Regions from separate parts of the Mus musculus genome. Here regions 2, 3 and 4 are each linked to region 1. A link is a contact called in public promoter capture Hi-C data. All regions are on one chromosome and are shown on one strand. The core of a region is the stretch at or near the end of the contact, and the rest is flanking DNA. Distances in the headings are between cores, read along the strand shown.

Evidence for each region. Promoter capture Hi-C pulls out the DNA fragments that hold promoters and counts their contacts. Capture Hi-C pulls out chosen DNA fragments and counts their contacts.
Region 2: a promoter capture Hi-C map of adipose tissue shows a contact between it and region 1. The contact joins the promoter of Dohh here to the promoter of Scamp4 in region 1. A contact is called at or near these places in 4 of 39 promoter capture datasets (the C10 cell line, the HPC-7 cell line, erythroid cells and 1 more) and 1 of 9 other capture datasets (adipose tissue).
Region 3: a promoter capture Hi-C map of liver shows a contact between it and region 1, with 2.5 times the contacts expected there. The contact joins the promoter of Tbxa2r here to the promoter of Scamp4 in region 1. A contact is called at or near these places in 5 of 39 promoter capture datasets (the C10 cell line, erythroid cells, liver and 1 more), 1 of 484 Hi-C or Micro-C datasets (CD4 T cells) and 1 of 115 datasets of contacts at active chromatin or transcription factors (effector CD8 T cells).
Region 4: a promoter capture Hi-C map of adipose tissue shows a contact between it and region 1. The contact joins the promoter of Dapk3 here to the promoter of Scamp4 in region 1. A contact is called at or near these places in 3 of 39 promoter capture datasets (liver, neutrophils and pre-B cells), 1 of 484 Hi-C or Micro-C datasets (B cells), 3 of 115 datasets of contacts at active chromatin or transcription factors (effector CD8 T cells, embryonic stem cells and pancreatic cancer cells) and 2 of 9 other capture datasets (adipose tissue and liver).

The regions. Positions count from the first base shown.
Region 1 is chr10:80,601,272-80,604,289 of GRCm38.p6, forward strand. Scamp4 (secretory carrier membrane protein 4) reads left to right here and starts at 1,611. Exons shown (of 7, transcript NM_019575.4): 1 at 1,611-1,678. It overlaps Adat3 (adenosine deaminase, tRNA-specific 3), which reads left to right and starts at 1,609. Exons shown (of 2, transcript NM_001100606.1): 1 at 1,609-1,678.
Region 2 is chr10:81,382,957-81,385,974 of GRCm38.p6, forward strand. Dohh (deoxyhypusine hydroxylase/monooxygenase) reads left to right here and starts at 1,478. Exons shown (of 5, transcript NM_133964.3): 1 at 1,478-1,622; 2 at 2,763-3,018. The coding sequence starts at 2,818. It overlaps Gm48551 (predicted gene, 48551), which reads left to right and starts at 1,478. Exons shown (of 6, transcript NR_168929.1): 1 at 1,478-1,622; 2 at 2,763-3,018.
Region 3 is chr10:81,327,179-81,330,196 of GRCm38.p6, forward strand. It overlaps Tbxa2r (thromboxane A2 receptor), which reads left to right and starts at 1,525. Exons shown (of 3, transcript NM_001277265.1): 1 at 1,525-1,739.
Region 4 is chr10:81,181,511-81,184,528 of GRCm38.p6, forward strand. It overlaps Dapk3 (death-associated protein kinase 3), which reads left to right and starts at 1,497. Exons shown (of 9, transcript NM_001190474.1): 1 at 1,497-1,586; 2 at 2,466-2,565. The coding sequence starts at 1,574. Eef2 (eukaryotic translation elongation factor 2) reads left to right here. Exons shown (of 14, transcript NM_007907.2): 13 at 1-115; 14 at 379-999. The coding sequence ends at 572.

The sequences.
Region 1 (3,018 bases), core at 361-2,860:
TTATATCAGTGCCTTGCCTTTGTGTATGTATGTGCCTTGTGCACACAGAGGTTTTAAAAGGCATCAGACTTCCTGGAATTGCAGTTAGGGATGGCTGTGAGCCACCATGTGGGTGCTAGGATCTGAACCTTCATCCTCTGGAAGATCAGCCAGTGCTCTCAGCCACAGAGCCATCTCTACAGCTCCTGGCCTAGCATTTCTATGGACCTGGGCTTAGTCAAAAAATATTAAAGAAACAACATGGGTTTCCTGGTGGCCCTGTTTTGGTGTGATGACCCAAAACTTGGTTTTCTTCCCAAGACCCTTGGTTCACATGGCTTCCTAGAAGCCAGACACTGTACCTAAGGGTTCTAGCTTCGTTTTTTTGTTTGTTTTTCGAGACAGGGTTTCTCTGTATAGCCCTGGCTGTCCTGGAACTCACTCTATAGACCAGGCTGGCCTCGAACTCAGAAATCTGCCTGCCTCTGCCTTCCAAGTGCTGGGATTAAAGGCGTGGACCACCACCACCCGGCTTGGGTTCTAGCTTTGTAATGCTGGTCATATCCACACTAATCTCCCACTTATCTGTCTTGCAAGCAGCCATACACCAAACTCATGGGACCTACTCTGCTCTGATAAGCTGGTCACAAGGCATTCCTTATTCCAGAAAGATTGTGTTTGGCAGACAGGCCTAGAAGATTGCAAACAGGTTGATCCTGGAGCCAACCCCAGGCTCTCTGGTGCCACTTTCTACCTTCCTGCTGGTCAGGGCTCAGCCAGGCAATCTGCTGTTTATGTCCTAAGCCACAGAGGAAGAAGGACCCTGGGAGAGACTCAGGGACTCTGGCCTGGGAATGACATGTTGGGCAGATAAAGCTACACTGTGAAACTCTTTATCTAAAACAATAATTAACTAAAAGGTATTAATGTTAGGTCATCTCTCCTGCCTCTATTACTTGTTCATTTATTTTCTTCATCTTTTGTTTTTGTTTTTTAAAGACAGGATCTGTCCTGGAACTCCCAGTGATTTGCCTGCCTCTGCCTCCCAAGTGCTGGGGTTAAAGGCCCTCGCCCCAACCATCTTGAACTTTTGTTCTCTTGTATCCACCCCCAGAGTGCAGGCATGACCAGCTTGTGCCATGAGGAATGCTATGTATGGAATCCAGGTTCTCCTGGGTGCTAGGAAAACACTCCATGAACAGCCCCAGCCCCAGACTTATTCAGAAGTTCACATATCTGTTTCACCCATGTACAGATGAGGAGAATGAGGGCCTGAGTGGACCTAAAACTTCAGACTACAGTCACTTTCCAAGCAGTAAAAGTGATTGTTCACCAGCAACATGGGACTTTACAGAAGTATGATGGCAGATGCTCTTTGAGTGACTAATGGCCATAGAGTCTCCTTCTGCCTCAAGTCTTCTCTCTGCTGATGTCTCAAAGTGTCACAAAGGGGCCGAGTTCAGTGCCATCCCAGGATCTCAAACCACAGTATTCTACTCGCTGCAGCACACATAAGAAAACCCCCTAGACTCAGCAAGGCCTTGTGAAGCAGCCACGCGCACGGCCTTAAGGGAAATGTAGTCGCATCGCGCAGGCCCCGCCCATGGAACTACGCTCCCGTGGTGCCCCGCGGTGGCAGGCGTGGCGGCCCGGTTGCTAGGACTTGGATAAGCGTGGCGTTCGCTCGGGTGTCCCTCAGGTGAGCAGCCGCCGTAGGGGTTCGGCTTTCGCCGTTCCGAATCCGCCATGGGGCACCGGAGATGGTGACAAGGCAAGGGCGGTGGACAGGGAAAGAAGGCCTTATCGGGACAGACCGCGTAGCCTGAGAGGGTTGTGCGCGTCCCGGGAGGCGGTGGGAGTACGCGTGCGCGAGTAGTCAACGCTAGTACGCGTGTGCACAGGGCTTTTCGCCCACCGCGCCCTATGCCGTTGGTTTGCGGCGCACGCGTGTACCCTACTTCTGATTCCGGAAACCCTGTGATTTCCAGCTGCTTCCGGTTGTATGTTCCGGGTCATCACAGTCCCCTGCCTCAGGGTTATCTTATCCACCATCCTTACAGCAGGTGTGCAGTTTCCCTTTAAGCTCTTGTACCCTATGGGGTTTCTTGGGGTATCTTGGTGGTACCAGGGATCGAATCCTGGACTTTGGTTATATTAGACTGGCACTGGACTACTGATCCCCTTCCCCTCCCTTCAGAAGTGGATTCCAGGAGCTTTCGCTAATCTTTGTACCCAGCCCTTAAATGGATGATTCCAGGCAGGGACTCTACCCCTGCGCCACACCCCATCCCCTCACAAGGGGCCCTAACCTAAGCTTCAGTCCCTCACTGGTGGACATAGGTAGGCTCAGCACTGCTGAGCTCTACCCCGAGCCCACTTCATTTTTTTTATTTTGGAAGTTTCCTGTACCGCTGAAGCTGGCCCCGAACTCCCATCTAGTGGCTTATTGAGTGACTTGTATTTCAGGCCTGAGCTTCCAGACCTGATCCTTGTAGTCTGTCCAGCCACGGTCCCATTCTTTTGGACCCTATACCCAGGACCCAAGGCCCATTGTTTGCCTGCAGTTGTTGAATGCAGAGGGCGTGTGGTTCCTCAGAGGTGGGAAGTGTCTGCTGGACCGCAGGTCCTTGTCTGTGGTACAAGGAGCCCCTTTCAAACCTGTTCCCATGCTGGTGTACAGTGGGCACCTGTCACCTAAAACAAGGGAATAACAGGCCACAATTGCAATGAACATGAAGGGCCCCTTTGGCCAAGCATTGGCTACCATCCTATAGCTATTAAACTCCTCTCCAGAGGCCCATAAGCCCAGGCTGTCATCTGTCCCCAAGGCATCCATCTTTCTGTGTCCCTTGTTGTCTAGTCTTGAGGGGACAAACAAAGCTGTGTCTTCTGCCCTGGAGACAGTGGCGCTTTGTAGCCCAGTCAGGCGCTGTGCGTTGTAGGCGTGGTGTATGCCCTGGGGAAGCCAGATGTCACCACGCCCTTCATGGGCTCTGCCTGCCATGGGGCCTTTGCAGGGGCAGCCATGGTGACACCAGG
Region 2 (3,018 bases), core at 228-2,727, 780 kb after region 1:
ATGTAAATTGTGTATTTTTAGCGTATGTACTGACATTTGCATTTTCCACATTTATATCCATGCATCATACAAGCCCATATAATAACAGGCTTCCTGGTAGCATTCTGAAAAATAGTGTATTTTTGTCTTAATTTTATTTTTACTTTAAAAATTGTTATTACCATAAATTAAATTTACATAATTATGTAATAACGGACTTCATGGAGGCTGGAGACATGCTTGGTGGTTGAGTGTACTGACTGCTCTTCCGGAGGACCCAGGTTCAGTTCTCAGCACCCACATGGTGACTCACAACTCTGACTCCAGTTCCAGAGGATCTGTCGCCCTAACATAGACACACATCCAGGCAAAACACCAATGTACATAAATCATTAAAAAAGTAATGAGGAAGCCAGGCGTGGTGGCACAGGCCTTTAATCCCAGCACTCGAGAGGCAGAGGCAGGCGGATTTCTGAGTTTGAGGCCAGCCTGGTCTACAAAGTGAGTTGCAGGACAGCCAGGGCTATACAGAGAAACCCTGTCTCAAAAAAAAAAAAAAAAAAAAAAGTAATGAGGAGGCTGGAGAGATCAGTGGTTAAGAGTACCGACTGCTCTTCCAGAGGTTCTGAGTTCAATTCCCAGCAACCACATGGTGACTCACAACCGGTGTACTTATATATTATAAGTACATCTTTAAAAATAAATAAATAAATCTTTAAACCAAAAAAGTAATGAACTTCATGACATTTACACACACACACATATATACATTTGTTTTGTTTTTTCGAGACAGGGTTTCTCTGTATAGTCCTGGCTGTCCTGGAGCTCACTTTGTAGACCAGGCTGGCCTTGAACTCAAAAATCCGCCTGCCTCTGCCTCCCGAGTGCTGGGATTAAAGGTGTGCGCCACCACGCCCGGCTTTTTTTTTTTTTTTCTCCCCGAGACAGGGTTTCTCTGTGTAGCCCTGGCTGTCCTGGAACTCACTCTGTAGACCAGGCTGGCCTCGAACTCAGAAATCCACCTGCCTCTGCCTCCTGAGTGCTGGGATTAAAGGCGTGCGCCACCAACGCCCGGCATATTTAAAAATTTAAACTTCGACTTTATGGTCATGTCACTGCCGTATATCCTGTTGATCCCCAGAATCGAACTCATTCTCAAATTGACTGCAAGTGCCCTCACTGCTGAGATTGCTCGTAACGCCTATTTTATCTCCCATTTCTTTTCCTCTGTTTTGGTCCCAGAGACCATTGGCCGCGCCCTGTAGAACATAGCCACGCCCACTATACACTGCGCATGCGCTATGCACGGCCGGCCCGGTTGTGCTGTGAATGGGATCAAACCATTTTCTTTTCTCTATGGGAGAGACGGTCGGAAACTCTTCTTCCGGAGGAAGACCGGAAGTTGCTTCTCCGGCTCTTAGGACAGTCCTGGGGCGTCGCTGCCGCATCGTTCCGGGTGTGGTCACCCCTAGTCGCGACGATGGTTCCGCCCAGCATGGTCACGTGGCCATCAAGATGGCGGCGTCCAGAGGACGTCGCGCGAGATGCGTCCGCGGACCTGTTCTTGGAGCTGTCGCAGCGACTCTCTCCATCTGTCCCGAGTATACGGAGCTTATTGACGAGTCCCTGTAGACGAAAACACGGTGAGCAGTGCCAGAAGTGCCCCCCCTTCGGGGGACTTCCGCTTTGAGGTACTCGCTGCTCCCGGGAGCGCTGGGATTTCCCTTGAGGGGGTCCTACGGGGAATTGGACCCTTTTCCTTCAGTATTTGACGTCACACAGGATATCATGTAGCCCAGGCTAGCCTCCAACCCACTGTGTGGCTACGAATGGCCTCCTCCTACCCCGTGCTTAGCTGACAGGTTGGCCGCCTATGCGGGGCTCACGTGCAGGCCGGCCCGCGCTTGACCTCTCAGCTTAAGTATTTGGAAACAGGATCTCCTGGGACCGGTTATCTTCCTGCTTCAGCCTCTGCCCAGCCTGGAGCCTTTTTGAATTAAGCGGGAGGCCCCATACCTCGAATGGGCACTCTTGGACCCACGAGATCCTTGGTCTCCCCTGTTGTTGCTCGGGGTAAATCGGGATGTGGGTCTCACTGCCACACAGCTGCTGCCAGCTCCCGTAGACCTGCTTCATGTGTGTTGATGAATTCCATTTTCAAGGTGTGACTGTAGGCTGATGGGCATCACTGGTGAGGCAGCCATACCTGCCTCATTAAACTCGGGGACGCTGGGTGACATCAGAGCCCAGAAGGCCTTCCAGCTTGCCACAGCCTGCTAGTCCAGTTTGTTATGTATGCATCTGCTGTATGTCTAATGGCTGACAGGGGCCGGTCCTCTTATACTGGACGATGTCTGTTTCCGTGTTAATTCATCCGTGAAAGAAAACACCTGTGTGGGAGTGTTGTCCTGCATCTATGGGGCCATGCAGAGGGTACAAGTTGTGCAAAGGCAGGAGCAGGGAGAAGTCCGGAGGGAGGAGGGGACGGATAAAGTGTATCCCACAGGGCTACATGAGAACCTCCAGTAAGGTGGTGTGGGAGGCAGGGGTGAGATCCATTTTGCAACTGACAGTTTCTAGATCCCTCATCTAAGCTATCCTGAAAAAGTCTGGCCAGGTGGTGGTGGCGCATGCCTTTAATCCCAGCACTTGGATGGATGTGGAGAAAGTTCTGTGGCCTGGAGCTCAGGGGTCCTCCTGCCTCAGCATCCCGGGGCTGGAATGGCAGATATGCAGGTGTGTGCCCTAGCTTGAGATTTCCCCTTCTCCTTTTTCTACCGTAGGTTTCTACTGCCTAGAATCCGGCCTTGCAGATCACGTGCTGGGGAGGCCGTTGCCATGGTAACGGAGCAAGAGATAGAGGCCATAGGGAAGACCTTGGTGGACCCCAAGCAGCCCCTGCAGGCCCGCTTCCGGGCCCTGTTTACACTTCGGGGGCTTGGTGGCCCTGATGCTATCTCGTGGATCAGCCGGGGCTTTGAGGACAGCTCTGCTCTTCTGAAGCACGAGCTGGCCTACTGCCTGGGCCAGATGAGGGAC
Region 3 (3,018 bases), core at 275-2,774, 730 kb after region 1:
TCCGGGCCTCACCTGATGGTCTTGTGTGGGCTCTACATCACACTATGTTTCTGCCTAAGTTTCACCATGCATTCTGAGCTCTGTCACCTCCACACAACAAAGATGAGTGTCCTTCAGCCATTACCTGATTCTCCAGACCAAACATATCCTTATCTCAGGTCAAGGGACAGAGGAAGAACATACAACCACCTCTCTGTTTCATCCACCCCAACCCATCCACATCAAGAGCAGCCTCAGATCCTCTTCCCACCACAGCTCCTCACCCTCACCACCAAACATTCCTGCCAGGACACCTAGGCAGGGTTTCTCTGTGTAGCCCTGGCTGTCCTGGAACTCACTCTGTAGACCAGGCTGGCCTCGAATTCAGAAATTCACCAGCCTCTGCCTCCCAAGTGCTGGGGTTAAAGGTGTGTGCCACCACGCCCGGCTTTTTTTTTTTTCTTTTAAGATTTATTTATTATTATAAATAAGTACACTGTAGCTGTCTTCAGACGCACCAGAAGAGGCCATCAGATCTCATTATGGGTGGTTATGAGCCACCATGTGGTTGCTGGGAATTGAACTCAGGACCTTCAGAAGAGCAGTCAGTGCTTTTACCGGCTGAGCCATCTCACCAGCCCCCGAAAAAACCCAATCTTCATACCCCTTACACCCACAGTATTGATACCTAGCCAAATGTTGAGAAGGTAAAGACATTTGTTTTGCCTCAGCAGCCTGAGATCAGAAACGTGGGATGATCTGTGTCCATTTCTGTCCCTAGCTTATGGGATGGATAGACAGGGCAGGCCCAGCTAGGAAATCAGAGGAACTACAAACTTCACGGGGGTAGAGGCCAGTCAGGGTCAGGACCTAGTGTTGGGATGGGTGGGAAGGCAGGAAGGGTGGGGGTGGTGCAGCAGGCAAGGGGCTTCCTGCTGCTGACAAGAGTCTGGCTGACCCTGGGCAGACTATGGAACTGGGAGGTTGAGGTCACAGCCAGGCCAGGCATCTCAATCCCCACCAGGACCTGTCAGGGCCAAAGAGACCCAAGGTCACCTCCTCCACGCAGGCCCCCCTCCTCCAGCTACTAGGCACAGGACTAACACCCCTGCCTGGCTCAGTCATCCTGGGCAACTGTCAGGGCTTCAGGCAGTGAGTCTGCAGGGGAGGGTTCCCCAAGACTGCTCCATCTCTAGAGGACAGCCTGGTCTCCGACCTTACACCTCCCCTACCCCAGCCCTCTCCTTCCCCTCCAGCTCTTGGTCCCTGCAGTCAGGCTGGAGCTGGCCTTGCTGACCCAATATCCCTGGAAGGCTCCTGGACAGCCTTGGCGAAGGTTAGTTGCTGCTGTGTCAGGACCAGCCCCATTTGGCCTCCCAGCTCTTCCCACATGGCCTCCCTCTGGGTCCCTGACCTTTCAACAACTGATGTCTCTCTCTACTCTGTCACCCTTGTGCCCTGCTTGGTTCCCACCCTAGCGGCTGAGAGGCGAGGCCAGCGCCAGCGCAGGGGGTGGGGCTGACGAGAGTCGGCAGAAAGACAGATGGAGACAGGGCGGGACGGGAAACAGCCTCACAGTCCCATCCCTCCAGCCCTGGACGCCTGAGGGTCTCCAGTGCTCCCCTGTACCCACGGCCCCAGGGCTTCTGTTGGGGCCTCCCCTCAACCAACGTGACTTGGTTTCCCCAGGGAACTCCCCTACCTGCTCTCTCTGCCTGGCCTGGAACACCACAGAGGACACCTAGGTACAAACAGCACAGGTGAGTCCCTTGCCTCCCTACTGTGACTATACCACTGTACCCAGGTAAGCCTCTGCATAGATCCTGGGGAACCCAGATCCACTAACAACCCTGCTGTGGCCTGCCTACAGGGGGGAATGATAGCAACCAGGTGCCAAAGTTCCCTGAAGGGGATCCTGTGGTGTGACATTTACTCCGGTGGTCTAGCCTGGGCAAGTGCAGTTTCCCTGGTGGTACGTGGGTACACTGGTTTCCTGTGTCTGGGTGAGGCCAGTCCAAGATGCTGTGGCAGTGATGAAGTTGGGGGTGGGATGGAATGGAGCTGGGAGCTACAGTGTGTGGCTTGGAGCTGGGCATGGTGATTGTACTCACATAGGCTCAGCTCAGAACCTGGGTCACATCTCGATGGCACATGTCCTACCCAGAGAGGGGCATCCATCCAACATGCCAGAAAACAGGCCTCGGGGCCCCTCCCCCAGCCCACTGCCACAGGATGACACCTGCACCCTGGAACTGTGGCACAAACAGGAAGCAGGCAGTGGGGGGAACAGCATGCGGTGAAGGTGAACCTGAGTCTGTGGGGTTGTGGGCATGCACACTGGGTATTTGGGGTGCTGGCAGAACAGCCCACTGGGCACAGCTGCGGCCAAGGCTCAGCCTCAGGAGCTCATAAGCAGAAAGTCACCAGGGAAGGCAAATTCGTTACACGGGGAAAACTGAGGCTGTGTAGCGTGGCTATGGGTGATGGAGGTGTGGGGAGCCCAGGCTGCTCTGAGGCCTGGTGGGGGAGGCTTGTTGCAGATGGAGGAGTTGGGAGAAGGAGGAGGGGCCTAGCCTGCAGAGCCCAGCCACACACCACATTCCACCAAGGCTGGAACTCAGCCACCCAGCCTGGGCCTCAAGGAATGAGCTCTAGCGTCCCAGGGCACACATATACAAGGATGAGGCCCCATCCTAGACAGAATACCACTGCCTTCCACCCCCAACGGTGGGAACATGGCTCAGGAACGCAGGACCATCCCACATCCCAGGGACTCAGGGTGGGAGGGTTCCAGAATCCTTCTGCTTCCTGGTGTCCAAAGCTGGGGTGTGGTGGCCTGTGCCTGTCACCCCAACAGAAGCTGGAGGCAGATGGAGCTCAGTGAGTTCCAGGCCAGCCTGGTCTACACAGAGTCTGCATGAGGACAAACAGAATTCCTGAGCCTTGAAATTCCCAGGCCCAAAGCTCCCTGCTCCAAAGCTGTGGAACCTGATGGGGCGCAGAGACGCCAAGTAAGTCTCCTGAGACCACACAGCATGG
Region 4 (3,018 bases), core at 247-2,746, 580 kb after region 1:
GGTGGCATCTACGGTGTCCTGAACAGGAAGCGTGGCCATGTGTTTGAGGAGTCCCAGGTGGCTGGTACCCCCATGTTTGTGGTCAAGGCATACCTGCCTGTCAATGAGTCCTTTGGTGAGTGTCTGGTCCCTGGGGTTTGCAGATAACCTGCAAGGCCTGTGTAATATAGCTGCGGGGTGCAGAACAGAAGCAGATTTCTGTCATCACGGCCAGCTTGCTTAAGGGTGCCAGGAAAGACAGAGCTACAAACTACACAGAGAAACCAAAACAAAGGACCCAGGAATCCCTCCTGGGAGGGGTGGCAAGACAGCTAAGCATGTCCCCCCCCCACCCCACCCCCCCAGGGAAGTCACCTGAGTCTCCTGTCTTCTGTCTAGGCTTCACCGCTGATCTGCGATCCAACACCGGCGGCCAGGCCTTCCCCCAGTGCGTGTTTGACCACTGGCAGATCCTGCCTGGGGATCCTTTTGACAACAGCAGCCGCCCCAGCCAAGTGGTAGCTGAGACGCGCAAGCGCAAGGGCCTGAAAGAGGGCATCCCAGCGCTGGACAACTTCCTGGACAAACTGTAGGCAGCCTGATACTGCCACATGCTGCACAGTGCCCACCCATCAGAAGACACCTTGAGACTGTCCCACAGTGCTCCTCTAGAGGCTGCTGGGGCCACCCTGACATCACTCAGCACTCACTTGCTACCAATTCTATTTATTTCGGAATTACAAGATAGCGGGAATCTCTCTGCAGGCTGGACTGGCAGGCTGTGGGGTGGGCGGGACACGGCTCTTAACATTTTCAGAGGGAAACGCGCAGATGTCCAAAAGTCTAAATAAATGCATTCAGAGGTTTTTGGGGTCCATGGCCAAGTGGAGTTCCCCCAGAGGGGGAGGTGGGGTAAGTGCCTCCAGGAAGGCAGGCAGCCTGCCTTAGACTTGCAGCCCGGCTGTGGGAATGAATCATTGGAGTAATAAACTACAGTGGTTGATCCACATGTGCTCGCAACTCTGTTTTGTACAGCGCACGCTTTCCTGGTTTTCAGGGTATCTGGCTACCCTTAGGTGGCCTGCGGTGATTCACACATAACACACACACTGCACCCCGTGCGACAGAATGGGTTTTATTGTGAGTTCACAGTACTGCCTCAGTCCATTCCACAAACTTGAATCACTCCATAGACCTGCACATCAGGGGTTTGGTCTGCGCATACCCGGCTCCAGGTTATTGGCTTTCAGCCTCTCGCGTTAGCCAATCATCAGCCAGGAGCCCAATAATGATGTGCTCCACAAGGGCGGTGTCGAGCCTTCCTGTGAATCTGTCAGGCTGGCCAATGAGCACTGGACTCTCGCCTAGCCTTGGGTGATGACGTCACTAGTCAACGTCCGCTTCCGCTGAGAGGTCAGATGCTAACCAATGAGCGTGTGCATTCAATTTCCGGTTAAAGTCGTAGTCCAATGAGCGCTGGTTTTCGGGTTTTGCGGAGGTGTGCCCCTGCGCTGTCAGCGCATGCGTAGATGCCGTCTCAGGATTTGTACCGGAGGTTCTCGCGGGGGCCTCGCTGGCACCGGGCGGGGACTCGATGGCTGAGGACGGTACGAATGGGCCGGGTCCGGGACGTTGTGTTGGGACCCAAGGGACACGCGACGAGGGCGGGAGCGAGGGGAGGGAACCCGCGAGGGGCATGGCTTTCTCCAATCTCGAGGGGTGGACCTCTAGGAATAGCAACACTGCTGCGCATGTGTCAGGTTTCCGGCGACACCCCTGAGTTCCGGGGTGCTGGTGGGCATGATTGACAGGTGAGGAAGCTAGGTAGGAATTTCAAGAGCCGGACGCTATGGAAGTGTTTCGAGTAGAGAACCCCACGCTGACTTGGAACTCTGTTTAATCCTCCAGCCTCAGCCTCTTGAGTGCTAGGGTAAAGGGCACCTGACACTGTATTGTGTTTTATAGTTTTGTACATATATATATATATATATATATATATATATATATATATACTGCTTGAGAGATGTTGTTCCGCTTCTTTTAGTTATATCTATGCTTGTTTCTGAGAGGGGTGTCACAGTGCCCGCAGGTACCTGAGGTTCCTGAAGAGAGCGTTAGAGGTCATCAGGCCTGGGAGTTAGAGATACTAGTGAGCACTGGAAACTGAACTTGGAGACTGTGCAAGTACAGCACCCACTCTTACCGTCTCAGCCATCTCTCCAGTCACTTGAGCTGGTCTCATGGAACTCAGGCTGGCTTGTAACTCACCAAGTATTTGAGTATGCTCTTGAACTCGTAGCCGTGCAGCCCTCCGCTCCCCAGTGTGGGGTGTCAGGTTTGCTCTACCATGACCAAATTGTGGGTAGAGGCTGTAGATGACCAAAGAAAATCTGGGGCAGGGGCATTGTGTGTCACATATGCTGGGGAAGCCTCTTGGGAGAAGTCGGATCCGTGATAAACATTTCCTGTTTCCTCTGTCCCTCCAGCTCCTGTGTCCCCAGAATCCTTCAGAAGGCCAGCCGCCATGTCCACATTCAGGCAAGAGGATGTTGAGGACCATTATGAGATGGGAGAGGAGCTTGGCAGGTGAGTGGCGTGGGAGGTGGGTGCCCTTCCTCTCCTCAGTGTCTTGAAGCAGTGGCCACAGAGTTTTCTGGTGGTACCACGCCAGACTTCAGGTTCCCAGATGACAGGGAACCTGAGTTCCTTTTCTCTCGTGTCCTCTGTGGAGAGAGACACAGAGACCTGTAGCTGCTGCCCCTGAGCCGGGGACAGTGCCTCGGAGCATTGTCTGCTATGGGATTGTTCTCAGCTCGGTTTCTTCTTTTCCCCCATGAGACAGAGTCTTACTATGTACTCCTGGCTGGTCTGGAACTTGCTCATCACAGAGATCCTCCTGCCTCTGCTTCCCAAGTGCTGGAGCTAAAGGATTGCACCACCACCCTGGCCTTGGCTGATTTTGATTTTGGTTTTTTAAAGGCAGGCTCTCATGTCCCCCAGATTGGCCTTGAACTTCTTTTATGTAATTACTATATTTTG